2 separate regions of the Mus musculus genome follow, and region 1 is linked to region 2. The links are chromatin contacts, called in public Hi-C maps. All regions are on one chromosome and are shown on one strand. The core of a region is the stretch at or near the end of the contact, and the rest is flanking DNA. Distances in the headings are between cores, read along the strand shown.

Region 1 (6,347 bases), core at 1,973-4,472, 210 kb before region 2:
ACAGTTGAGTGAAGACCCCTTACATGTGGCAAGATACCCAGGGAGGCCACCACCCACTCAGAGGAGAAGGGGAAGGGGTGACCGGGAAGGGGGGCAGTGAGTGGGATGTAAAAGAATAAGTTAAAAAAAAAAAATTTAAAACAAAAAGCGTGTAGGGTGCCGACAACCTCACCCTCCAGGGCATCGTCGTGGGCAAGGACAGTCTGGGAAATCCAAATAGAACTTCTAAGCTTTGGCTCTTGGTTCCTTTTACTGTGTCATCTTCAAAGAGCCATTGCAGGGTACAGAGCAGAGTTAGGGTGCAGGTGCCCTCTTTCCAGTTGGGACTTTAATGACTTGCCATAACTGGCAACCTTGAGGAGTCAGTCCTATGTGGCTGACCATTGTCAGTGTTATAAGCTTTCTCTTTCCCTCTCTCAGAGCAGGAGGAAAATTGTCTGAGAGCTTTCAGGTCATTCAGTTAACTGATTCTTTTCAGATGTTGAGAGTAAAAGCCTTTCCCTATCTTCCATGTCAGTGTGGTTTTGCGTGAAATATTGCCGTCCTTGTGGGTCAATGAGATGCAACAGTAAATGAATGAAACTAATGACTATTTCCCCGTGTTAACACTCCACATATAGCGAGCCTTCCATACATAACCGAACCATAAGTAATTAAGATACAGTTTCTTTTCATTTGTCTATTTCCCTGGGTTTTGATGATGGTGATGATGATGATGCTGATGATGATAGAGATGAAGTGATCATCACCTCAGACTTTTATATCTATTTTTCAAAACTCTGATTTCAGCGTCAAGGAAAGGATTAGCATGTTTTGTCTTTCTCATTTCAAGTTTGCCTGTGGGAGTGTGGGGATGTGGGCTCAATCTTCATTCAGTCCAGCTAACATTGCTAACAATAAAGGGCATCCGTGTACCCCAAGAAAAGAAATGTCAGCAAGCAGGAGTACACCTCCAGGTTTCTAATCCTTTCCTTGTCAGCATGAAAATGTCTGCATCATGTACGCACGTGTTCTTTCCTTGAAGAATACCAGGCTGTGCCGTGCAAGCACGCGTTCATCTGGGATCCCAGCCTTATCTCTTCCTCTGGTTGGTTACACTTCTGTCCCATGTCTTTTTCCAGCCTGGGTTTGTTTGTGTTTCCATCCATGTGAAGGGTTGATTGCTTGATTTTCCAGTTGGAGTAACATTCATGTAGTAGAAACTGACCCCTTTTAAATTTCATTTTAAAAAGCTTGGCTGTCAACTGCACCAGATGGAGAGGGGAGCCTATTCTGATGGGACTGTGAGCTGTTTGGCCTTGCTGTGTGTCTGTCTGTCGGGCTGCTCACAGGAACAGGAGAGCTTTAGTTACTGCAGTTCTGGAAGTGCAAAGTCCAGGACCAAGCTCCACTGATAACAAAGGCTCCACGGCAGGAGCTCGCTTGGTGTCCTATGCAGGCCAATCATCTGAGGGGACACCTCTGTGTCTTCACATGGCTGAAGGGCAAAAAGATAAACAGGCTTCCTCTATCCTCTGTAAGGGCCCAAGTGCCATTCATGGAACTCCCACCTCATAACTTAATAACCTCCGGATTGCCTGAACTCTTATGCTGTTGCCCTGGGGCATCTTGACTTGGAAATCTGGGTGAGGGAGCTGCAGATGACCCCTTGCACAGCCACATGCAAAAAAAGACCCCTGCCGGCTCTTCCCTGTCACAGGTCCTGACTGTCACACTCTTTCTTTTCTCGGTGGAATTAAAGTCATAAGAGTTTCTAGCTCTTGATTTATCTTGCTTTTCAAAGGAAAAGTAGAGTTACTTAAGTGTTCACAGCTATGTAACTGATCCCCTTAGAAACAAAGAGCTGGCTTCCAGTGGGTTGAGGCATCCCACCAACAGGACCCTCCATTGCCTGCTCCCTCCCTCCAAAGAAGAAAGAACTGTTGTGTGGGCAGTGGGGGTTCATGTACGAGAGCAGCGGCCAGAGGAGAACATTACTATCCCTTAGAGCCAGGCTGCCAGCCAGTCTAGTCCTTCTCCATCCCAACACACGTGCACAGCCACACCCAGCCTTTAACACGGTTGCTGAGCATCTGAGCCCATATTTTCTAACAACCCTTGCATATGCATCACCCTCTGAGCCATCTTCTCAGTAGTGTAGAACTCAAGTGGATTTGTTCCATTTGTGTCTTGGTTAGTTAATCTTCACACAAACACACACACCATTTCCTAGACCTCATGCAATCTGTACTTAATCTCCCATAGGCAGTGGTTGGGGCATTTAGCAAAGAGTCTTGAGTCCTTTCTTCGAGCAGGCAGAGCTATGTCTTAAGCTAGGTGGTATCAGGGAGAGTGGATCAGAAAGCAGGGGGCTTCTCTCTACATCAGGGGCTTGGAGAGTAAGCACATCCAGCAAAGAGAAGGGATTGAAGATGCAGTCACTGATGATTTCCAGGTTGCAGATGCCCTAGGAGGCTGGTGGGCCTTGGCAGCCAGAATTAGAGATCATCTAGGGACAGGGGCTTCCCCACTACATGCTGAGTGGCCCCTTATGGAATGAGTCACACCCTCTCCTTTTAATTTCCACTTTGCCTAGGTCAGCATCCCCTTGAAAGAAGACTGCAGAAGCCATTTTAATAACTGCACACAGTTCAGTCTATGCAAATGTATTTTCTCCTTCCAAAAGATGTAGGGCAGAAATGGAGGCCAAGGAGGTAACACAGGCTGTTTACTAGAGTGACGTCTGAGGACAGTGCTACAGACAGTTTTATGGTGTTCCTTTCCCTCTTGCCTCATTTTGAATTGTCATAGCTGGCAATGTAGTGAACATAAAATTTTTTACTCTGCCTACAATAAAACCAAGGTCCTTGTGACATGGGTAAGTTCTGATGTGGACTAAGTAACTCTGAAAATAAACCAAGGTAGACTTCAGGCCGTGTCCCTCCCCACCTTTGATACTATTGTGATAAGTGGGGACTCTACAGTGAGCACCCCGGTGACCACCCCACCTTTGATACTATTGTGATAAGTGGGGACTCTACAGTGAGCACCCCGGTGACCACCCCACCTTTGATACTATTCTGATAACTGGGGACTCTACAGTGAGCACCCCAGTGACCACAGCTGAGAGCACTTGAGCCCTGCTCATTCCGAGCCTAGGGATTTGGCAGCAGCCCACAGGAGCGATGGAGTGTAGAGCTCCTGCTTGCACAGCTGTGTGTTTCTTCTGCAGGGGAGAGGCAGCAACAGTCAGGCTGATCTGAGACCAAGACAGCCTAGCACGTCAGCATGGTCCAGGAGGCTACTGACGTCAGCTTCAAAGGGTAATTGCTTTCTCCTGGCTGACTAACACAAGGAAAGTTACCGTGACAGAGAACTTTGCCTGAGATGGAGCCCCACAAAGGCAGAAGGGAGGCAGATAAGGCCTTCACCCAGCCAGTGACTCTCTTTCCAGCTGGCCAAGAGCAGGCACAACACTGCCAGTTTGTCCTTCAGATCGGAGAAGTGGTCATGTCTTAACTGCATGAATCAGGATACATAAATGCAGGGGGAAGATGGAGTTTGGACCAGACAGAAGCTAGGAATTCCATAGGACTCCAAACCTTAGGAGTCCCAGGAGCTGTCAGGGGCTGCTGTGTGTTCCTGAGTACAAAGCTAAGCTGACCAGAGATGGTTCCAGTGTAGCCAATGCCTCTCCCAACCTGGTCTCAAGAACCCAGTTCTATGTGAAGGAGTAGAGTCCCAGGAGCAAGAGGCTCACTTGGAATCGTTGCTGAGAAATGCTCCCGTGAGCTCCAGGAAAGCTCATGTCTTAACCACACACCTGGGGACTCACAGCTCTCCCCATTACTCACATTCCTGGTTATCCAGGCTTCTCTAGGCCTGGATTATATGAAAACACTACCCAGCTGCAGATCTTAAAACTAGGCCACCATCTCTCTTTGATGGGGAACATACAAACAAGCAGAATTATGTGTGTCCTGACCTGAACCTAAGTAAATCTAGTGGATCATTTGGGACACTCCCAAACAGAAAGTAAGGAGCCAAGAATCAGGGTGAGCCAGCATGACTGCTCGCAGGGTCAGTAGACCTGTGCCTTCACTGCTGGATGCTTGAGACCCTTACAGCGTAAATAAGTCCATGGGAAATGGCTCCTCTCAGCCAGCAAAGTGGGGATCTGTAAGGTTCCAAAGAGTTGTCCTTCCCACCTTCTGGTGTAGTCCTCCCACGGTCTGTGTGTAGCCCTCCTGACTGTATGTCGTCTCCCCCCATCCTCTGCCTCAAAGTGCCAACTCAGTTCTCGTTTTCTACAGTGTGTCCTGCAAGAGCACACTGCTCTGTGTGTGCACAACATGAAAATAATGAGTGTATAATAGGTCCCCAGACATTTGCTACATCCTGATTATGTGCTAGTCACTGTAATAACCCTAGTGACAGAAGCCATTGGCTTAAAGACCTGACACTGCAGGAGGGGAGGCAGAGACAGGGGGATAGAGCATTCAGCACTGAAACAGTGTCGCTGTGATTAAAGCCTGTCCTTCAGCCAGTCAGGAGAGGCGCTAATCCTGGTGACGGGGGAAGCCTCTGCCTGGAGGGTCCCCAGTACCTGAGCTGGGACTGGAGGGCATGTGAGCAAGGGCTGCAGAGGGGTGGCTGGTTAGCCTGATCCGCCAGTTCTGGCCTTGTATTACATTTCAGACAGGAATTCAGTGTTTAGGATCTACCTGCCCTTAGTGATCCTAGGCTCTGGATTCAGATTTCTTTCTGATGGCTTGACAGGTGGGATTATCTCTTCTTGTCCTCACACACGCACGTGGGTCACAAGGAAGGACACTGACTTCTACATAAGTCTCGCCTGCTCTGGCTTTCACTAGAAGTAATGCCACCTATAAGAAGCTCCTTTGTCTAGTGAGAGTGAGTCAGGCATAGAATTTGCTGTTCGGTTTCTGGTAAACAGTGTTCTAGAAGGGACTGGGCACAGGTGACCATGTCTGTACCTGGAACACACTGGGTTGTCCTGGTCCCGGCTTCTTAGCTGCCTCCTCTCTGTACCCACTCTGCCTTAGTTTCCTGGATCCTTCAGGCAGCTGAGCTCTTGGAACACTTTTCGTGTATGTATTAAATGGCTGTGCCCCTGAGGTTTTGTAATGAGGAGTGACATACACAGTGAGGTGAGGTGCCAAGAAGGTGGCTTCATTAATAAGTGTCACCACTGCCTAGATCAGTAACAGCATTCTCAGCACCGTGAGGCCCTGAACCCTTAGCATCTTTCAAATGTAACCATTATCTGGCCAAATTTTGGAGTTTCCTATGCCTAAATTTTGTGTAAATGAAATGTTTTAGATCTGGCACAGTCCTGAGAGAAATGTCTCAACATGGATACATAGACAGACCACAGTTGCTTTTTCACTGCTGTGTTATATTCCCTTGTGAGTATATCCACCTGTAGTTGATACTTGAGTTCTCTCTTATCTTGGAGTGTTAGAATATTATGTCATCTGCTGGACATAGTGTTTCTCTTTTCACTAAGGTGGATATCTGCTGGTTCTTGGAGTATGTCTATGATCTAGAACTTGGGGAAAATTGTTCCTTTGGCAGTTTGAGCCTTCCTCTTCTCGCTGAGTCTGAGCCGTTGTCCATGCCTGTTATTCATATGTCCATTGTCTCCTTGTCCTGCACCTGCCCATGTCAGACAGAAGTCATAATAATACACGACTGGTAGAAATGTGCAAGGCAGTATGTGTGCCTGGTTAGAGTCAGTCGTAGTGAGCTGCATCTATCCATCTGTCCATCTGTCCTAATGCTTAAAACATTCAGAAGTGCATAGAAACAGACAGTGTTCTTGAGTGTTTGGGTTGAAGATAGTGTACTTACAACTGATGTCTGAGGTTGAGGCAGCCATGTGGGGCTGAGCCCTTACCCTGCATCATGTAGTAACTCTCAGTAGTGCTGGAACTGAGTTAAGCCAAAGGATGCCAAGCTTTCTCCTGTGAGCCCTCATGTACTCCCAGCACCTCAGACAGCAGCCACAAGCCGTGCGGAGATCCCATTTCCATCTGCCTTCTCAGTCATTTCCAGAAAACCGTTTGGAATACGGGCCTCTTGGATGTGAACTCTCGTCTTCTTGTGCTGTGTTCCCTACTGCAGTGCTGAACAATATTGGTGCATCTGTTGTGCCTACACATATGTGCTGCCATATACCCTGGTCCTGTGCCAGCTGTTAGGAAAGGGCATTTCTCCCACAGCAGCGTCTATGTTCATGGAAGCCAGCATAATAGAAATAGGGCAAGTTTCTATATGAGATTCGGTTTGGGCAGTAGTGCAGTCTGAATAAGAGACAGGGCACAAGGCCGAGGGGTTCACGGCTG
Region 2 (6,399 bases), core at 186-2,685:
AGGAGATCAGGACGGGAGCTGCTGTCTAGACTTAGAAAAGAGGGGAAGTAGCGCCCTCTAGCGTCCATTCTCTGCTGGAGCCCGGGACTAACGAAGCCAGCTGAGAAATGCGAATTTCTTAACATTCTGATGACAGCATTACTGTCAAACACCAGTCATGTGCCTGCTTAATAAAAGAAATATGGAAACATGTGGAGAATCTGGGATCCTGTGAAGAATTCCATCCTAGAGGGTGGGTAGTTGAGATTTATGACTACAACTGAAGATGGACAGAGAGAAATGGGAGGAAGACCACAAACAGAAGAATCAAAACTGGAAAGGACAGACATCAAAATTCACGTGGGAATGGAAACGTGTGTGGTTTAAACATTTGAGACGACACTGGGCTTTATCTGAAGGCTCCAGTTTCATCTTTTTTTTTTTTTTTTATGTCTCTTTAAGAGATTCTGGGCATAGCGTGGTGGCGCACACCTTTAATCCCAACACTTGGGAGGCAGAGACAGGCGAATTTCTGAGTTCGAGGCCAGCCTGGTCTACAAAGTGAGTTCCAGGACAGCCAGTGCTATACAGAGAAACCCTGTCTCGAAAAACAAAAAAAAAACAAAAACAAAAACAAAACAAACCAAAAAAAACCAAAAAACACAAAACCCAACAACAACAAAAGAATTAGAAAAGAGAAAAAAGAAAAAAAGAAAAAATTTAAAATATAAAAAAGAAAAGGAAGAAATTATCTGATAATCCGAAATTTATTTATTTATTTGTTTGTTTTGAGACGGTCTCACTAAGTAACTCTGACTGTCCTAGAATTCACTATGTAGGCCAGGCTGGTAGAGATCTCATGCTGGGACTAAAGGTGTATGCCACTATGCCCAGCTAATTCCAGTTCTTGACAGCAGTCTTCAGCCGCTCTCTGAAAGCCCATGGGAACACCAGATCTAATCCTTCCCACTCCCTGCCACCTTCTCTGCCCTCTAGGCTGTGGGGAGAAATGGGAGGATTTCCAGGCCAAATACTGAATGAGGAGGCCGTGTCCACTCAGGAAGAGTGGCTATGGAGCAACTGTGAGGTGGGAAGAGGTGTTCTTTGGAGTCAAACTCTCAGTCATGACCCAGGCCTGCTGTTAGACAGTCATTGCTTGGGCTTGCTACTCCATCCTAAATTCCGCAACGGTAAGATAAAGGTGCCAGGTCCTCCCTCTGCCCCTCCTTCCTTTCTCCCCCCCCCCCCCCCACTAAGGGTCTTGTGGAAACCAAACCAGAGTAGGCAAGGGCTTCTGAAACCTACAGTTTAACACAGCCTCTCTCTCTCTCTCCTCCTCCTCACCCTCCAGAGGAGCCTCCTGACTACCCCGCAGTTCTCACCCCCTCCCCTTGTCCCTGGGACGTCCAATACACTTGCACACCCAGCAAGATCACCGTCAAACCAACAGCAGCTGCAGGGGAAGGAACGGTTTGTTTGCATTCCAGGGCAGGGTGGTGTGGGAAGGCCTTTCTGAACCACCCTCATTACTTCCCCATTGTTTTCCAAGTGCTGATGCCAGGCACCCGAGAGTCTCTCTCGCCAACCTTCTCTGTATCTCCAAGTCCTGCTGTCGCTTTGAGTCTATATCCTTCTAGCTCCCCGGTCTCGCTCCACCTCTCTGGAGACTCTGTGATGGGCGGTTCTTTGCACATCCCCTCTTTCCAGTTACCCAGGCACCAGAGCCCTCTAAATGCAAGTCTCCTCAGATCGCTTTCCTATCTCACAGTCCCGGATCAACTGTTCAGTACCTAGGGCGAAGCCTTGACTTCCTGGCAGGGCTCAGATTCCTGTTCGGGCTCTTGACTGACTTTCCGGCTCTCTCCCCAACCTCATGGCAGCTCAGACGGGTTTCTATAGAAACCATCAGCTCTCGTGGGCCATCCAAGTCTCCAGAACAACTCATGGCGACTGAGGGGCTTCCTGGAGATGCTCCTTGTTTTCAGCCTTCTCTTCTTTCCTCTTTCCTCTTTCCCTTCCTCTCTTCTTCCTCATCTTCCCCTCCCCCCTTTCCTCCATCTCCTCCTTATGCTCGCTCCGTCTTTCTATCACCCTCCATCCCTCTCCTTCCTCCCCCTTTTCTTTTCTTTTCTTTTCTTTCCTTTCCTTTCCTTTCCTTTCCCTTTCTTTCCCTTTCTTTTCTTTTCTTTTCTTTTCTTTTCTTTTCTTTTCTTTTCTTTTCTCTTCTCTTCTCTTTTCTTTCTTTCTTTCTTTTTTTTTTTTTTTGGTTTTTTGAGACAGGGTTTCTCTGTGTAGCCCTGGCTGTCCTGGAACTCATTCTGTAGACCAGGCTGGCCTCGAACTCAGAAATCTGCCTGCCTCTGCCTCCCAAGTGCTGGGACTAAAGGCGTGTGCCACCACGCCCAGCTCCCCCTTTTCTTCTTACCCTTCTCCTCCCCTCGGCTTTGGCCTTGCTGAGGATTATATCCAGGGCCTTGCACTTGCTTGCACGGAGCTAGCGACCCAAGCCCCTGAAGCCAAGTCAGTCCTGGGCACACCAGGATAACTGACTCTCTGGCTTCTCCCCGGGTCTCTGGCTATTTCACTGGGTCGTTTCTCTCTCTCTCCCCCTTGTACATCCCACACCACCTTCATGGACTCATCCTAGGCTTTCTGCTGGAACAGCCATCCCCATCTGTAGCTCCTCCCAGACTGCTTCGTCAGTCCTCTCTTTCAGCTCTGCTCGAGGTACCCTGTTCAAGCCCATGTGTTGCAACAGCTGCCCTCTCCTCTCCTCAGCTTCTCAGGTTCCTTAAAAGCAAGAAAAGGTTTATTTCTCACAACCAACCAGTTAGGTCCTCTGTATCTGCAGGTTCTGTGTTCTTGGGCTCTAACACACACACACACAGACACACACAGACACACACAGACACACACAGACACACACAGACACACACAGACACACACACACACACACACAGAGCTAGGAAAAGTTATCACAATATTGCTGATATACATCCACCACGCAGCAGCCAGGCCTGCCATGTACTGTCAGTACTGTCCCATCTTGTCATAGTACAAAAGACACAGTTTAACAACTACTCACATTGTTTTAGGAATTGCAAGTCACCTAGAAATGATTTAAAGTCTGTGGGAAAGGGTGGGGTCATAGCTCCCCTGTGCAGCTTGTACATAGACCTTGAGTTCAATCCCCAGCACCAAAAGAAATAAAAATGAATAACTGGGAGGGGCTAGGCATATTACAATGTTGCTAGAGTGCCTATCCAGTACCCACAATGCCTGGGGTTTGTTTCCCAGTGTCTCATACATTGAGTGTGGTAGTCTTATACACACCAGTAATTTCAACATCAAGAGGTGGAGACAGTTTAAGATCATCTTCAGATACATACTAAGGTCAAGGTCAGCCTGGGGTACTTGCAACCCTCTCAAATACAAGTAGATCAACAGAAATAAATGGGAGGCTGGTGGGGAAAGTGTATGAAAAACAATATGTATTCGCACAAACAAAGTCCATTTTGGTGTCTGTGGGTGTCCTTCCAGAACCTTGCAACCCTGCAGCGTCTGTGTTGCCTTTGTTTCAAATTGAACAACTGTCCAGTTGACTAAAGAAACAGAAGTGACACTATGAACCTCTTATGACTAGAACTTCAAAGGTGACTCAGGCCCCACCAGACTTCAGAACCCTAGGCTTCAAGAAGGGAACAAAGGCTCTGCCTGCAGCCTTCACAGAGCCCTAATGGATGGCTCACACCACAGTGCCAGCCGTGTCCCTCCTCGAGTGTAACTACTTATGACATGATCAAGGGTCGTCCATTTGCAGACTGTCCAGGTTCTCCATCTGCCCATGGTTCCTGGTGTATTACCCTCCAGAGCCTGTGTTCCCTTTGTTTCAAATGGAACAACTGTCTGGCCAACTAAAGAAATGGAAGTGTCCATGAGGACACAGGCTCTGGGAAGAGAACACCCTTCCCATGGGAAAGACACAAGATCTCAGCGCGGAAGGATGCTTTAGTGCAACGCTATGTGGGACAAATGAAGTGATTATTACTAGATTGTGTTTTGTCCCTACCTATCATCTGGACACACACCACTTTCTTCTGTACCACCAGTCTGGGCCACTGTCAAAACTCTTTGTGTGTGTGTGTGTGTGTGTGTGTGTGTGTGTGTGTGTAGACTGTTTGGTATCACAATGGACAGCCGTGTTTGCCATCCTTTTCCTTACTGCGCAACATACCTACAATAGACAGCTTGCTGAGGAAGGATTTATTTGGCCACAGAAGAAACCAGAGCTCACTTTGTTGCAAACGGGGTGGAGCGTTAGATAGGAAGGGGCCAAGAATAAGACAGACTCTTCAGAGGACGAACTCTGGGACCTACTCCCTCCAACCAGCCTCACCTCCTAAAATCTTACTTGGTGTAACTCTATAATGAATTAATGTACTGATGACGTCAGAACCCTCATGGTGTAATCATCCCACAGTGATTGGATTTGTCACCTAGAGACCAAGCTTTCAATGCATCAGCCTCTCGTGGGTTCCTTCATATTCAGACAATAACAGCAAACACTGCTTTTCCATTATTCTACTTTACTTAGGTAACTACATCGCAGAACAGCAGTTTCTGGGGAACTGAGATGGGTATATGGGTAGATGGTTGATTGTAGAAAGAAATGTTTTGAAGTAAGCCCATCAGAGACCACCACAAGGACACTTAGAAAGACAAAAAAAGAAAGGTATTATGGCTGGCCAGTGCCTGCACAGGGAACTTGCCATAACCATGCGACCCCAAGTTATGTACCAAAACCACATCCTGGTTGTCACAGTCGACTTAGCAAGGAGCAGAAAGACAGAAGCCGAAAAGCAAGGTGAGTACGTGCACGGACTTTCCTGGAACTGCGCCTAGGTGCTGGATGTGTTAGGTCTTTGTTTCCATGTTGGCAGGTACTGGGGCCTGTGTGTTGGGTTTTAAGATCAAAATGGTGCCTCTAACATTCATGAGTTGTGTTAAGGTCTGGGAGCCTGTTACATGAACATTCACGTCTGTACTGAGTTGTTGTGGATTTGGTTTTCATGCTTGCATTATGTTATTTGGGTTTCCAGAATCACAGAACCCGCATGTCTGCATGTAAATGCTGAGGGTCCCTACCCCCAGTTGGCTTTGATTGCTAAATAAAGATGCCAGTGGCCAATGGTTGGGCAGGGAGACAGAGACAGGACTCCAGGGAAAGGGGAGGGGGCAGGGGGGGAATGTGACATGTTGGGGAAGGAGAAGGACCAGGCCTGAGAAGTGTAGGACAGAGAGACAGGTAGACTACCAACATGTAAGAGTCATGGATCATGGCCCAGGAGAGCTGCAGGCCTGGATCCAGGGTGGCCAGGATGGAATACAGGTTTTGGTAAGTAATAAATCAGGAGAATGGGAGGGAAGAGTGTGTTAGCGACATGGAGGACTGATGTGGCCCAGCCACTGAGCAGATTAAGGCATATTAAATATAAGGCTCTGTGTGTGTGTCTTTCATTCCTAGAATCCAGAGCATTGGGGTGGGTAGCAAGGAGCATGTGTTCCACCACAGGGGAGATAAGAGTAGATTAATCTACTCCCGCTACACTAAGTGATTTTGTTCTGTTTTCCAGCTACTCCAAAGCTCTTTTAAATTGCTTACATGCCCATTGTCACTCCTTTAGACATGTGCTCTATTATTGCTGGAGTGGGAAGTTGGTGCATGCGGCGGCCAGAGGTCACCTTTCAGGAGTTAAGTTCTCTCCTTCCACCATGGTTTCTGAGAACGGAACTCATCAGGCCTACACAGGATGCTTTCTTTGGCTGAGGCATCTCCCTGGTACCAGCCCTGTACTCTTTCCCTCCATGATGCTGGTTATTTTCCATGGTTCTGCCTAGACTTACTGCTCAGCCTTGCCAGTTCTGCTCTCTTGCCTCAGGAGGCTGGCAGCTAAGGACAGAATCACTAGTATCTTTTCTTCTAGTTCCAGATGGGTGACGCCAGGAGTGTGGGAGAGTGTAAGAGAGAAGAAGAGTTGGGTATCACTACTTCCCTCCCCACATTCCTCTGCCACCTCCAACACACCATGTCTGCCAGCCTCTCTCTGAAGGCCGCCGCAGAAGCTGGACCCAAGACCTCCACTCTCCCTGCTCCCTTCATCTCTTTGGCACAAAGGATGATAAAGTTTCTCACTGCTGCCAGGTCCAGGGGCTTCAGCATCCTATCTTGATTTTCTTAATCCTGCCCCATAGCATGTGTTTCTGGCTGAACCATGTCTCTTGTAAAGCTACACGCTGAACTCCTAACTTCGATATCTTATAAAGGGCCTGCATTTGACTTAGAAGAGGAGACTCATGTAAAGACAGGAAGATGGCCAATGGAGAGAGACCTCGAGACCTTGGTGTCACTTGCTGACACAT

What was found. Hi-C and Micro-C count contacts between places; a contact is called where the count stands out from the background.
Region 1: a contact with region 2 is called in a Hi-C map of muscle stem cells, with 3 times the contacts expected there. The contact joins two enhancer-like sites. A contact is called at or near these places in 1 of 15 datasets of contacts at CTCF or cohesin (pro-B cells), 12 of 484 Hi-C or Micro-C datasets (B cells, the C2C12 cell line, Th1 cells and 4 more), 2 of 115 datasets of contacts at active chromatin or transcription factors (both in embryonic stem cells) and 1 of 9 other capture datasets (embryonic stem cells).

Annotation. Positions count from the first base shown.
Region 1 is chr14:65,531,661-65,538,007 of GRCm38.p6, reverse strand. The region is part of intron 14 of Elp3 (elongator acetyltransferase complex subunit 3); the gene reads left to right. Among named protein-coding and RNA genes, the nearest start is that of Elp3, 58 kb to the left of the region's middle. Within about 2 kb of position 3,222, at least 35 of the 459 cell types and tissues checked have an H3K27ac peak or open chromatin away from gene starts, as enhancers often do. A contact at or near this core is called in muscle stem cells, where this site is marked.
Region 2 is chr14:65,321,802-65,328,200 of GRCm38.p6, reverse strand. Fbxo16 (F-box protein 16) reads right to left here. Exons shown (of 8, transcript NM_015795.2): 8 at 4,228-6,399. Among named protein-coding and RNA genes, the nearest start is that of Gm41178, 26 kb to the right of the region's middle. Within about 2 kb of position 1,435, at least 38 of the 459 cell types and tissues checked have an H3K27ac peak or open chromatin away from gene starts, as enhancers often do. A contact at or near this core is called in muscle stem cells, where this site is marked.